2 separate regions of the Mus musculus genome follow, and region 1 is linked to region 2. Evidence: chromatin contacts called from public Hi-C data. All regions are on one chromosome and are shown on one strand. The core of a region is the stretch at or near the end of the contact, and the rest is flanking DNA. Distances in the headings are between cores, read along the strand shown. Region 1 overlaps Gm40124 (a long non-coding RNA gene). Region 2 holds the start of Olfm3 (olfactomedin 3).

Region 1 (6,548 bases), core at 152-2,651, 550 kb before region 2:
TTTACCTTCAGGCAGTGCCTGTTGGCTTGCACGTTCTGTGATGCGATCCCAACTGTATCGTTACAGTAGAAGCAGGCTAAGAAATACTTGATGAAAATGCCCGCCCAAAGCTCGAGATCCTTCTGCTTTATCAGTGGCTTTAGCTTTTTGCTGCTTGTCAGAGATCTGCCCCTCACTAATCTCTCAGTCACTGAATGTCCTCTTTGTAATGAGTAGACCGTGCTGTTTTCTCTAACGCGGGATGGTTTGACTGTGCTGCTCTTACAAGCTTGTGCCACACCGTCTGTCATAATCCCGATAGGACACACATTCCACTCTGAACTTCTTTTCCCTGCCTAACATCTAGATGTCAGGTGTCTCCATGTTCTTGTTGAATGGAGGAAGGCATGCCTTGCAGTGGTTTTCTGATCCTGACCAGGAAAGCCAGAAGAAACTGCTCCCTGTGACAGAGAGGCACAGGGATGGTTACTTGGCATGCCAGTATGATGCATCAACCTGACTGTGTGCCCTGAAACCTGAGAATCATTATTTCTGGGTGTGCCAGGGAGGACGTTTTCAGAAGACACTAGTATTCAGATCGTAAGAGAAAGCTTCCCTTCCAATAGAGGTAGGCATTGTTTAATCCTGTCAGGGTTTAGATACAACAAAAGACCGTAGGGAGTGTGTCTGCTCTATGCTTGGCTGTCATATCCAAGTTTTCTTGTCCTTTGATACTGAAACTTCTGACCTTGGGCCTATCCCTTGGGTTGAAACCAGACCACGATCTTCCCTAGTTCCACCTTACTGTGAGTCTCCTTGGCCTCTGTAATGCTGCGAGCAGATCCTTCGTAAGAACCTCTCTCAGCATGCTTCTGATACTCTGCAGAAATTTAATTCAAGGTCCTTGGGCTTAGACAATCTAATCTGTCCTGTAGTCTTACCCAGATACTTCTACTTGGGTTATTGTTTCAAGTGTCTTAGACCCTGAGATAAACACACGTGAGTGTGGAGTTTCGGGGACTTACACTCAGTTTGTGCTAGGATTCAGCACCATGTCCTGCTCCTTCAGGTCAGTCAAGACCCCAAAACTTCCTTTGGGACGAAGTCTTCAGCTCAACCTCAAAACCCTGTGGAGAGCTAAAGGCTGGAGGTTGGTGTCACCATGCAGCCAGCTTTTCTCTGGTGCTTTTGTCTCATGGGGGCATTGGGTTCTTCCTTCCCTCTGGGTTATACTCTCTGTCTGGGTGACTGAGTCCTTTGTTCCCTGCAGGGCCTGAGTCCTTCAGGAATTTCCTGGTCACCTCTTCTTACCTGTCTCATAGTTATCCTGGGATTAGAGTTTGCTGCAGGGTACTGGACGCTGCTCTGTTTTCCCACACCCTCTCTAGGCAAATTGCTGCTCTGCTTACTCTCTGTGCTCCCTGGCAGTGCTCCAGCTGCCCAGCTGCCCTTTTGGGGGTAGCTGGACTTTGTCACATTGACTTTCCTAAGTATCTGCTCCTAGTGGAGACCTCGGCCAGAAGCCTGTGTGCTATCTGCGACCAGCCATTTTTACATTCACACACCTCAAGAGAAACGATCTAAGGACAAATGTGTTCTTCTCATCATTCAGCTTAAAACCCTTCAAAGTCTCCTTGATGCCCTTGCTGGTCTTCAGGAGAACGTGTCTGAGCTTGCTTCTGATTCGTTGGAAAACTCGAATACAAGGTCCTTGGCCTCAGGCGCTCTAACTTGCCAGTGAGCTCACTCCAGTTACTTCTAGATTCTAATTGAATCATTGTGTCCTAGGTCCTTGGTGTAAAATTCCAATGCCCAGTTGCAACTGTCCTTCACCAGTCTGTAGGACAGGGAAGTTTCACACAGTGAGTAAAAGCTTAGCACTGGCTCCGGTGAAAACTGGCTGTGGGGCCTCACTTTCTGGGCTTCAATTTCATTGTCTGTGGCAAGGTCATTTTTACTCAGTGGGGATTAAACAAACTAATGTGCCTAACACATTTAGAGCATGATTTGGCATACACAGTAGTCATCATGCAAGTGTTACATGGGATTAGCTTTCAAGCTTGAGTCTCCAGACTCCAGAAGTTACCATGTATCCTGTTCAGGCTGCACTGCCAATGTTCCCCTGGAACATCTTTTTTATATTTACATCTATGCCTGGGTTCTTCCCCAAGCACGAGATACATTTCTTATTCCTGAAGCTGGCCTGAGTTCTATCTGTCTCTACAAACTTAGCAGGACTTCCCCTTAGGCAGAAGACCTCCTTCTTTCCTTCTAGCCTGTAGTTCCCACAGTGTTTCTCTTGTACTCGGGGGCCCTCTTCAGAGGAAGCTCAGCCTCCTCAGCCTTTGCCTCTGTAGGCTGCAGAATGGCCTTTGCAGAAAGTAAAGAGTCAGGGATGGGTCTCACGGTTTACAAAGCGACTGATACTTTACCCTCCTAGGCAACCACAGAAGCCAAGTTTGAGCATCCTATCGTATCCGTCTTGACTGATTCAAGCCACCTGTCACCATGACATGGACCCAGACCCTGTGTTGTGATGACTCACTATAGGGGCAGTACTTCTTAGGGCCTCATCTGGAACTTTGGAGATCTCTTTACTAGTATTGATGGTTAACTTGATAGATCGCCTAGGAGACAAACCTCTGTGTCTGTGGGAATATTTGGAATGTGTTGAGGTGGGAAGATCCATTCACTCTAATTGTGGACAGCAGCATCCCATGACCTGGAATTCCTGACTGAAAAATGAGAAGTGAGGTGAACATCAGAGTTCATCTCTCTCTTCCCTGAATATGGATGTACAGTGACCAACTGCCTACTGTCCCTAAGGCATGACTTTCTAGCCATGGTGGACTAAACTAATCCTTAAACTGTGATGTAAAATAAACTCATAAGTTGTCTTTTCCAGGTATTTTGTCACAACAAGAGTAAGACACCCTCAGACTGCTTGCCTCTTTCCAATTGGATGCACTAGCCTAGCACTGCCACGCAGAACTCAAGGGGAAGGTGCACACATGGAAAGATTGCAAAAGATTATTACACTCATCTATTTTCGTGTATGTGTGTGGGATGTATGCCACAGTGAGTGTGGAGATCAGAGGACAGCTTGTGTGTGTGTGTGTGTGTGTGTGTGTGTGTGAATTCTCCCCAACCACCAGGAGGGTCTGTGGGATCAAACTAAGCTTATCAGCTTTGTCAGCAAGAACCTTCTCCCACAGAGCCATCTTATCATCCAATTCAAATGTCATTGTGTAGCCATATGCATGACCATGAGTGACACGTTCTCAGAAGAACTCCAAGAAGAAATCAGGTTGAAGAAGTCAAATATTAGAAAAATTGACTAAAGAAATTTCTAGTTATTCCTGTCTTACTCTTCTAGTTAATAGCAATTTATACAGAGGAACGCTGAACCCAGCCCAAAGGCTTCATGTTCTGCACCTCTGGCTCTGTCCATATCAATAGATTCTGTGAAATGATGCTCATATGGAAGTCTTAATTGGTACTTCTTGGGGACAATTTTCATAGATACAGAAGCATGCACCCTGATTCCTCTCTTTGTAGTGTGTTGTGATGGCTGCAGGTATCATAGCCTTCATAGAGCATGGGGCCAAGGCTTTCCACCTAGAATAGAGTGAAAAGCAGAGAGAGGCTTAGGCTATAAAGCATTTATAGCAGCCTTGGCCTTTGCCAGGGATCTTTTTCAATTTTCTGTCTCATGCTTCTCAACCAAGTCCAGCTGGTCTATGTGCCATTTGTTCTTGTCCTTACAGGAGCAAAAGAGCTACTTCTAGATGAATTTAGACCGTGTCTCAGAACCCAGCCTCAGATCAACACCCCTGCTGGTTCTAGGCTCTGTTGGCTTCAAGTCTACATGAACCTTGTCTTGGCCTCTGTGTACTTTTCTCACCTCTCCTCCTCTTCTGGGATTTCTGACCCTTTCCTAGACTCTTTAGTTTTTTTTACCCTTCATTTGGATTTGATACATTTCATTAGTATCAGACCTGCTTCTTAACTTGTACCATCTGTGGCTTTATTATCAAAGCCTAAGTCTCTAATCCTGACTTGCTGATCTGTATCTATAACCTCCAGACACTCTCATTCTCAGTGCCCATGAGAAAAAACCACACTGAGGAGGTTGAAAACCCTGGGAAACCAGCTAAGGGAAACTTGTATGGGAGCCGTAGGATCTGGGTTTAAGAGATTTAAACTAGCTGTGCACCATCTTTCAGGCAGGTACTTTCTGCTTTCTGTGACCCACGAGGGGCTGCATGGCCCTGGGAACCTACTGTTGAAAGATGACACTGACTGATTTGTGAGGGGAAACATTTTGAAGTAGTCATAACGAGGCCATCAGTTGAGGAAAGGCACAGCCACCTGGCTTTATGCTCTATCAGTGTGGTTCCTGGCAGCTCAGTTTCCCTCTTGGGATATGTTCATTTCCCAGTGTTAACCTTAATCACCAGCATAATTGTCGTTTCTTACAGATGATTATGGCTTCTTCTGATGAGATCAGATCCCATCAGGCCAAGGGTTTAGCCTCCTGTACCCTGTTGCTCCCCATGGGATGACCCCTATCTACGAAGGTTACAGATGCCTCATTAGACCTCAGAGAGGGGCGCTTTGGGTTGAGTAACCTGTCTTTCTCCAAGTCGTTCCCCATTTGGGACTGTATTTTAATTAGCTTTCAATTCCATGCAAGTATTTGACATCACACTTGAAGGGTGCAGATTTGCAAGCATGGCCAAAAACTTGGGGTTCCTTTTTAAGCTGACATTTCTCAGTCTGGGTCTTTGGACAAAGGTCTAAAAGCAGCAGCAACCTCTCCTATCTACTTGTGCAAAGGTGCCACACGTTGCTATTTTTTTCCCTTTTTCTCTTTGGTTTACAGTTATTAAAAGCTGCCTCTGTGATGAACAGACCGCACAGCGTGGGGAAACATGGGAAGCAGTAGCCAGCCTACTACATTGTCCAAGCGAACCAACAGAGCGATTTTATTGTCTTCAGAAGCCATGGCTCTTTGTCTCTGTGTTCTGTTCCTTTATTTGCCATGCAAGTCACACAGGAGCTGGGATAATAGTCGCTGGGCTCAGAGCAGAGAGACTTAGGCCGTTTGTGCGCAATCTCATTTGAACTCTGGGACCAGGGAAGGCTGGTTTTGCCTCCTCCCCTTAATTTTTTAACTGCTGTTCAGCTTCTCGTGCTTAATGAGGCTTTTCCAAAAGGAAAACTAGCAAACACACAAAGCACGAATTCCGCCCTTTAAGGAATTGCTTTCTAAATTCTTCATCAGAATACAGTTGTACAATGAACGCCAGTTTAAGGATGTCTGTGCGGCAATCCATCCACAGCACCATTGGCGATCGCGTCAGACTGGGTGGTTTCCTTAGCAGATCCACTGTCTAATATCCCCTTCCGTTAAGTGAGAAAACTATTGGACAAATTAACTTTCTGAGGCTAATAATTACTCAGTTAATTACATACCTTTCTGGTCAGTAACTCCTGATTTGGGGACTGAATATCTTTGGAAGAACCTTAATGTGAAGGCAGGGCATTCTAAGTCTGTCCACAGTCACTATGAACATAAGAGCTTTTCTTTTTTTCATCTGTGAAAAGATGCTGCTTCAGATAGTAAAGGGAAGCTCTGCCATCAAAAAGTAGCTAAACTGGGGCCTGGAGAGATGTCTCAGTGAGGAAAGTGAGGCACAAGCAATGAGGACCTGAGTTCAGATCTCCAGTACTCATGTAGAAATGTAGATGTGAATGTCTTTAACGACAGTGCAGGGTGGGGAGTGGAGACAAGTAGGTCACAGAGGGTCATTGGCCTGTCTAGTGGAAGCACCAAGCTCCAGATTCAGTGAGAGACTCTGTTTCAAAAACCGAGGTGGTGAGCCACGAAGGAAAAACCTTAGTGTCGATTTTTGGCTTCCACACATGTAGGCCCCACCACCACATTCTTTGTATAACACATGTACACAGGCACACATTCATGTATGCACGCACGCACACACACACACACACACACACACACACACACACACACACACACACATGCACACACACACACCACTGCTACCTAAATGAGTGGTAGCCTTTGGGCATAGTTCTCAGATACTAAACAAACATCTGTCACAATTGGGGGTGGAGTCTTAACGTTTTTGGTTTGTTCTTGTTTGTTTGTTGAAATAGGGTCTCTATCTGTAGCCAGGGCTGGTCTTGAACTCTCAGTTCTGTCTCAGCCTCATGACTAATTAGGTTCTAGGTGTGTGCACTACACCTGGCCCTCAGTGCTTTGAAGTGTTATCTGAGGGTTCTTTGGGACAATTGCTTTGGAAACTCCTCTGTTCGCTTTTTCCCATTATGCGGCGAAGTTCCGGGAGCATTTTGGGTGCTGGACTAACAGGTACTGAAGGGATACTAGAGACTGCATGAACTGTGATCTAACAGAAATTTAGGTACATCAAGGACAAATTCTGGTTCAAGGTCACTTGAGCCAAAGAGGGGAGTGTAGGGACCATTCTTGCATTTCCATCTTGCCTCTTTCTGGGTGATGTAGAAGTTGGCATGAAGCAGAG
Region 2 (6,812 bases), core at 3,467-5,966:
TCAACGTGTCACTTATCTGAGTGACAAAAACCCTTATTAAATTCCTATCTAAGGATGCATCTTGCTTGCTCCAGAGAGTTAGGTGAGGAGGGAGTGTATTAGTGGCTTAGGTTACAGAGAAAGAGAAAATGTGAAAACAGAAATTAGAGCGAGGTTAAGGGATCATGCCAGAAGAAGTACGCTGTGGAGGAAGTGTTAATAAAGATGTCACTCGGTAGCAGCTTTCCTGTGATTACTTATAAGAATCTTTGCAACTGAAATAAATAAATATTCTACATTCAAGGAAACCTCCATGTTTTAAGGGTGAAAACACCCCAGCTATGAAAATAAAAGCAACAATAGAAATAGCAAAGCCATGATCAAGATGAAGGTGGCCATCTCTGTTCATGTTGTTTGAAAACCCTAAGGCGTTAGGAGTGGAAATGGTTATAGCTGTTGTATTTAGTCACATGTCACTCTATACAATGGAAGCTGATATACATGGGTTTTTTTTTGTGTGTATTTTTCTATTATCTTTGCATAGTCAGGATTCAACACTTCAAGCATCACCCTCCACTGTAGAAAACTGAAGTTTGTGACCTGAAATTACCTTTCTGGAGACTTTCTCTTAGACCCTACATCTGCTTCAGAATCCCAAACAAAAATATATCCACTCGCATCCTTTATAAAGGATGAAGCTTCTATTAAAAAAAAAAAACCGCAATCACCACATACTTTGTTGCTCTCAAGATTTGTTATTCAGAGCTTTCAAACAACTCTGGTTAATTTACTTAGTTGTCTTAGCACATAATGGACATTTATTGCCTGATGTTTTGAGAGAGAAAAACAGTCAGGAGGAAAGGTAATGTGATAGAAAGGCAGCATGTACAAGGGCCTGGGCTCCTTCCTTCCTACTGCAAAACAAACTCCAAACACCCCCAAGTCAATAAATCGTGGTAAAATTAGATATCATCATTCAGAACTATAAAACCACATTTGTTATTTTAGAGTAAGATCCTTGGAGGATTCCGGCAATGTTTGTCAGAGAATTAAGGTCAGTTAAACTGACTAACAGAGTAGTTGCATATGAGGAGATACCAGATAGATGTCTGAAAATGTTGCTTAAAAAAATGGCTTATGCACACAGGACCCTTCAAGGCCTCTTCCTTCTACAGCAGTAGGGCTGGCTATTTGGGAACAGTGTCTACTGAACATTCTCTGCTTTTTAAATTGCTCTTTTCCAGGTTATTCTTGGTAAGGCTTCCACAGCATGAGGGATTTTTGAGAAGCTAAGCCTACAGGGGAAGTAACTCTGCATCAGAGAGAAGGGCCAGAGGGGGCCTGAGCCTGCAGAGACCTGAAGATAACTCTCTCAGCTTCTCCAAAGGCCATGAGCCCACTCCACTATGTAGAAGGGGGGGGGAGCTAAGCAAGAAAAATAGAAATAATATCAACATTTGAAAAACAACTGCAAGGGATTTTATTACTTTGTAAAGAGCTCTATTTAATTAACCCCTGGTAGACAGTGTCCTGCAATTTTGAAACCTCCCTTAGCTCTTGAAACAATCACAGACTGCTATTTCCAAAGCACCTTCCATAAACCAATTTTGTTATCTCTTAACATTTCAAAATGTCTTTCTTGCTTTGTTTTTTAGGTCAAATGAAACTTTTTTTTTTAAAGCTATGATAATACTTGCATAACTACATTTTTTTCTTTCTGTTACTATACTGTACAAACATGAAACCTATTTTGATACATGTTTGAGTCTCTCTCTCTCTCTCTCTCTCTCTCTCTCTCTCTCTCTCTCTGTGTGTGTGTGTGTGTGTGTGTGTGTGTGTGTGTGTGTGTGTATGTGTGTGTGTGTGATTTCTTCACAGATACTGGATCATCTCGTTTATACTGATTAACATGGAGTTAGAAATTAGGAGTGGAAAAATTGATGAGGAAAGCTGACCCACTACATTTAGTTGTATCTACTATACCAAGGAAGCATCTTTCTTTTATCTAATTGGAAAGAAAGCTACATAGAAATTGAATTAATGATCCCAAGCCCTTAATTCCATACGGGATTATTTTAAAGGAATCAGGTAAAAAAAAAAAAAAAAAAGCCTTTGTAAAAAAGCCCTCCTCACTACACCCATTATGTGTGTGATACAATTTAGGAGGTTCTTTCCTACATTATTGCAAAAAATGTTTGAGAATAGGTATAGAGTTGAAGTACATAGCTATTTCCTTTCTCTTTGAGGACAATAAGATGAAGATGTAAATTTCAAAGGGTGATGCTATAGGTCTGTAGGAAAGGGATAGAAGAAAGTCCAGGAACATGAGAAACAGTTTGAGCAAGGCAGGGTGAACCTAGTAGACACTGGAAGCCATAAAGGTTACAGATTAGCAATTGATATCATGGAGACATGGCTCACTGGGCAAGACTGTGGTTTTATGGCTTGGTTCTACATGGCTACTTATAAAAATCTAATTGCTACACAGTTTGAGCCAGCTGTCACACATGTACAGTGTGGATATTTGATTATCTCAATCAGAACTCAAATTAAACCCCAGAGCTCAAGGTTTCTGTTGAATATTTTGCCTGGGGCAAGGGTTAGACTATGTGGGAAGGAAGCAGATGGCAGATGCTCTGTACATCTTTCCTCCTCTTAGTTATGTCACCTATAACCTGTTGCACAAATTGCATTTCCTCTAAAATTTTAATTGAAAAAAATTCTTCACTTATCATCTAAGATTAAAATTTAAACACAAGTTTACAATTAAGTAAACAATTGAATAAATAAATGATAGTGTGAACATGCGCAGACCAAACCATTTCTAAGGTCTGATATAATTGTTGCAGCATCAACAATTTCTGTTTCTCTAAAGATGCTCCGGTTATTATTCTTCATCATAAAGATTCTAAGCCATGGGCAATAATCTTGAATAATTAGGTAAAAGACTCTAGTTATCTTTGAAGAACCCAATAAGAAAAATAAAAGGTTTGATACTTAATCTTTCTTCATTTCAGAAAATATCAGAATACCATTCACTGATGTTTGATCAGGAACCATAATGTGACCTTCAGAACTTTTTACAGTTTTCTAAATTTGTGTTTATTTGCCAAGGAGGGCCAAATAAAGTAAGAACTGTTGTGTTGGGATGTATACACACCTATAGAAATGCTTCATAATTGGATTGATTATCAACCATATAGCTTTCACTTCGAATTTGAAAAAAAAAGTTAAAGTCCTGAAAGAGAAACAGATGGTTCCTGAAAATTTGGTGCTCTTTATTCCATAGCAGTAGAAAGCATACATTGATGCCTGTATACATACCTATTCAAACGAGTATACATCCCATACTTAATATGCAAAATTTGACAGATAATCTATCACTAGTTAAGAATCGTCTTTCTGAAAGTATTAATTCTACAACTGTTTTTAAAACCAAGTAATTGGACCTTGGAAAAAGTTGACTCAGTAAGTATTAAGCACCTCAGATTGTTTGTTGTATAAATGTGCATTAATGAGATATCATGCTGTCTGCATGGCTGCAGGTCTCCTTGACAGCTCTGCTACCAGGCCTGGCCATGCAAGCTATGAAGAAACTCTCCACAGAGGAGTCATTAAGGTACCATTAAGGACCTTAGGAAGGTAACGTGCAGAAGGCAGGTCAAATCTGCGTCCCATGCTCTCTGCTGGTGCCTATAAACTGTGAGAAACTGTCAAATTATGTAATTAATTCAATCGGACTACATAGTTAACTGGACATTGATTGATATGCTATTAATAGAAACTGCAAACGACTACTAAAATGGAGAAGTTCTTTTCTTTGCATCTTCCACTAGAGTAATTTACAAGGTAAAAACTTCAAATATTATGTTCTTTGTGAATGTTTATTTGATAGTAGAACATTTTTTAGAATATGTCTTTTATTTCAAATTTTCCATTTTCATTTGAGAAACTACTAATTTATATTTTTCTTGAAATACTTGAGTGTGGATGAATTAAGACTCATTAACTTCATGTGGATGAAGAGCTCGTTTTATAATTCACTTATGCTTTAAAAAGATGTTGGCTTCTCTGATGGAATTAATTACACACAGCCATAGGCATTGCATTCCAAAGGAAGAACCTGCTGTGACAAAAACAGATTAGGGAGAATCCTAGCTATAGTCTATCCTGTAGGAAATTACAAAGGTTGCACGCATTGCATGAAATATAATAGAAACAAAGCATAATAAAAAGATCCTTTCAGAGCTCAAGTTAATTTACCTAAAACATCATTCTTAAGAATTTAATGAGACCAACCTTCCTTTTTAGAGACAATTCTCCACCAGTCCCCCTCCCACTTTTTTTTTTTTTTTTTTTTTTGGTGTAACTTTAAAGTGTTCATAAATATCCATGAGTAAAGTTATCACACAGATACTCTATCTTTGAAGTTCACCCATAAAGAGAGCAGCAATCTCTCATTTACGACACCCACTGTTTTAAATACAAGATGGCCAAACCCACCAGAGTGACTTACTAGGGTATCTGGCGCCGACAGCCTTGTGGTGTTCAGTCCTACCAGGGATGGGAGAGTTTGGGACATCCAGTTTGAGATCATTGCCATGGTACTGAGCACAGCGCCCAGTTTCAGCAGTGGAGCACTCATTGCTGTGGAGCTAATGAGTTTTCATAGTGACTGATTAGGATCCCGGAGCCCGGCTGGCAGCGGGAGGCGTGACTGCAGCAAGCCACATCTACAGCATGAAAAGAGACCAAAAGCCCTGCTCTAATCACCAGGCAGATCTGGGAACCTCCTTCCCCCACCCTCATTGCAAGGGCCTTGCCCTGCTTTCCCTCTCTTCTAGGACACTTTGCTAGACAAACAGCATATTCTTGCTAGGGTTTGGTGCAAGGTTGGAGTGACAGGGATGGGGAGGTTTTCTAGCCCCAGAGCACTGTAGCCAGGAACAGAGTCTGCCTCTTCTGGGTTTTGTGTACAATCAGTTTCTCTTTATCGTTCACAGCAAAGTCAAAAGCCTCCAAATGAGGAGCGGCCAAAGTGCAAATTCCAAATGCCAAACTTAATTTGTACAGATTTCTCTGGGCAAGTCTAGAGTGCCTTCTGAAGAGCGTGAAAACAGTCTGTTAATAATTTCTGAGATGATCATGAAGTATGAACAGGGGATCAGTTGTTCAAACAGCAGTTTAAAATTGGTGTCATCACTTTAAAACCACAGCCAAAGATTAGCAGCTACTGCTTGTGTGAATGTCGCCTCTAGGCACCTTACAACGGAACAGACAGAAGAGCTGGCCTTGAAGAGAAACTTCTGTTGCAGAAATTCTTAGTTTCTAGTTTTGCCTTGGAAAACGAAAGTTCTCCATTCTCCTTTGGAGGTTCTCAGTCCTACATCAGACCTGGTTATTTCTATTTTCACTTTGTGAAGATTTGCACACTGGTATGGAAAACTGCAACCTGTAAGAATGTGTGATCTATTAAAAATGAGTGCACGAACGGTGGGGATCTGATTCTTGATTCCTTCTTGCCAACTGTGTATCTGGTTGATGACATAATCTTTCTTGATTTGTTAGTATTTTCCTATAAAACTCATGGGGTAGGTTTCAGGCTGAGGCTTCTTAACAGTTCTAAACTTCAGATTATACTTGAAATGTCATTTTCTTCTTTCTATAGATATGACAAAGGATCTACATCTAAATTTCAGGTTCCCGGTGAAACAAATCAGAAGCCACTGTTTTGTTTGCCTTTTGTCGTTCTTTTTATTGATATATATATATATATATATATATATATATATATATATATATATATATATATATATAAAAGCCTTATATATAAGAAAAATGTAGCAAAATGTATCAAGGGAAATGTGGGTGAATTAAGACAAAGTGGAAAAAATTGGGACACAAGAAAGACAAGCATCATTGTTATACCTTGGGATAATTTTATTGTTTGTATCTAAGATTTTTCAGTCACACACACATACTTAACAGTGTTATCAGGACAAATAAAATATTTACTAAAGTTGAAGAAGATACTGATGTACAGTGGGTATGCTTTATTCTCAAGGAAATTTAAAGTGGGGTGCTTGTTAAGAGCCTTCAAATATTCCTTGCTTCTACTAGCTTGGAATCTCAGATATATTCACTTCTCTTTAAAATATATCCAAATAAGTTCCTTTGGTCTTTATGCTTTAAAAGTCATGCCCAGAAAAACAGGATATTATTTCTTTTTGTTGTTCAAAAACCATGCCATTTGAGAGATCAATAAGCATTAAGTGCATTAGTCTATGTGCAGAGTAGCAAGGAGCAGCCAGGGGAAAGAATGAGGAATTTTACATTAGTGTTACAAGGTTACACTGCAAGAATAAAAAAGGAGCTTCGGAAATCTAAATGTTTGAAAATACACCTGGAACTCAACCAGTTTTAATAAAGGGAGAGGGGATCTTTAGAGAAGTTTAATATCCGCAATTGAAAATTAATATACATGCAATTATGGGATAATTTAAAAAGCAATGTGGCAGATGGTAATTGTACTTATTAATGAACTAATCACCAACAAAATAATAGCATCTTCACAAGAATATGGGATTGAACGGCAGAGAAGAATGGGACTCTTATTCGCAAATTACTAAGAAAGGGAAAAATAGGAAGAGGAGCACAAATGGAAAGCACTGCTTTCCATTTCTCAGAGATGCAAATAAGTCATCCAGCATACTGAGAAAGAACAATAGTCCAAGTGTATGATTCACTCATGTTTATGAAGAGCATAAAAGCTAAAATGTGTTGTTATTACAGGAGCTTTAAGTGCCACATTGAAGTAGAAAAGCTCAAATTAT

The links. A called contact is a pair of places that touch in the nucleus more often than the background predicts.
Region 1: a Hi-C map of liver shows a contact between it and region 2, with 2.4 times the contacts expected there. The contact joins the enhancer-like site here to the promoter of Olfm3 in region 2. A contact is called at or near these places in 1 of 484 Hi-C or Micro-C datasets (liver) and 1 of 115 datasets of contacts at active chromatin or transcription factors (extraembryonic endoderm stem cells).

What each region holds. Positions count from the first base shown.
Region 1 is chr3:115,630,549-115,637,096 of GRCm38.p6, reverse strand. Gm40124 (a long non-coding RNA gene) reads left to right here. Exons shown (of 3, transcript XR_867569.1): 3 at 1-404. Among named protein-coding and RNA genes, the nearest start is that of Gm40124, 7.9 kb to the left of the region's middle. Within about 2 kb of position 1,401, at least 5 of the 459 cell types and tissues checked have an H3K27ac peak or open chromatin away from gene starts, as enhancers often do. A contact at or near this core is called in liver, where this site is marked.
Region 2 is chr3:115,078,869-115,085,680 of GRCm38.p6, reverse strand. It overlaps Olfm3 (olfactomedin 3), which reads right to left and starts at 4,716. Exons shown (of 6, transcript NM_153157.3): 1 at 4,496-4,716. The coding sequence starts at 4,624.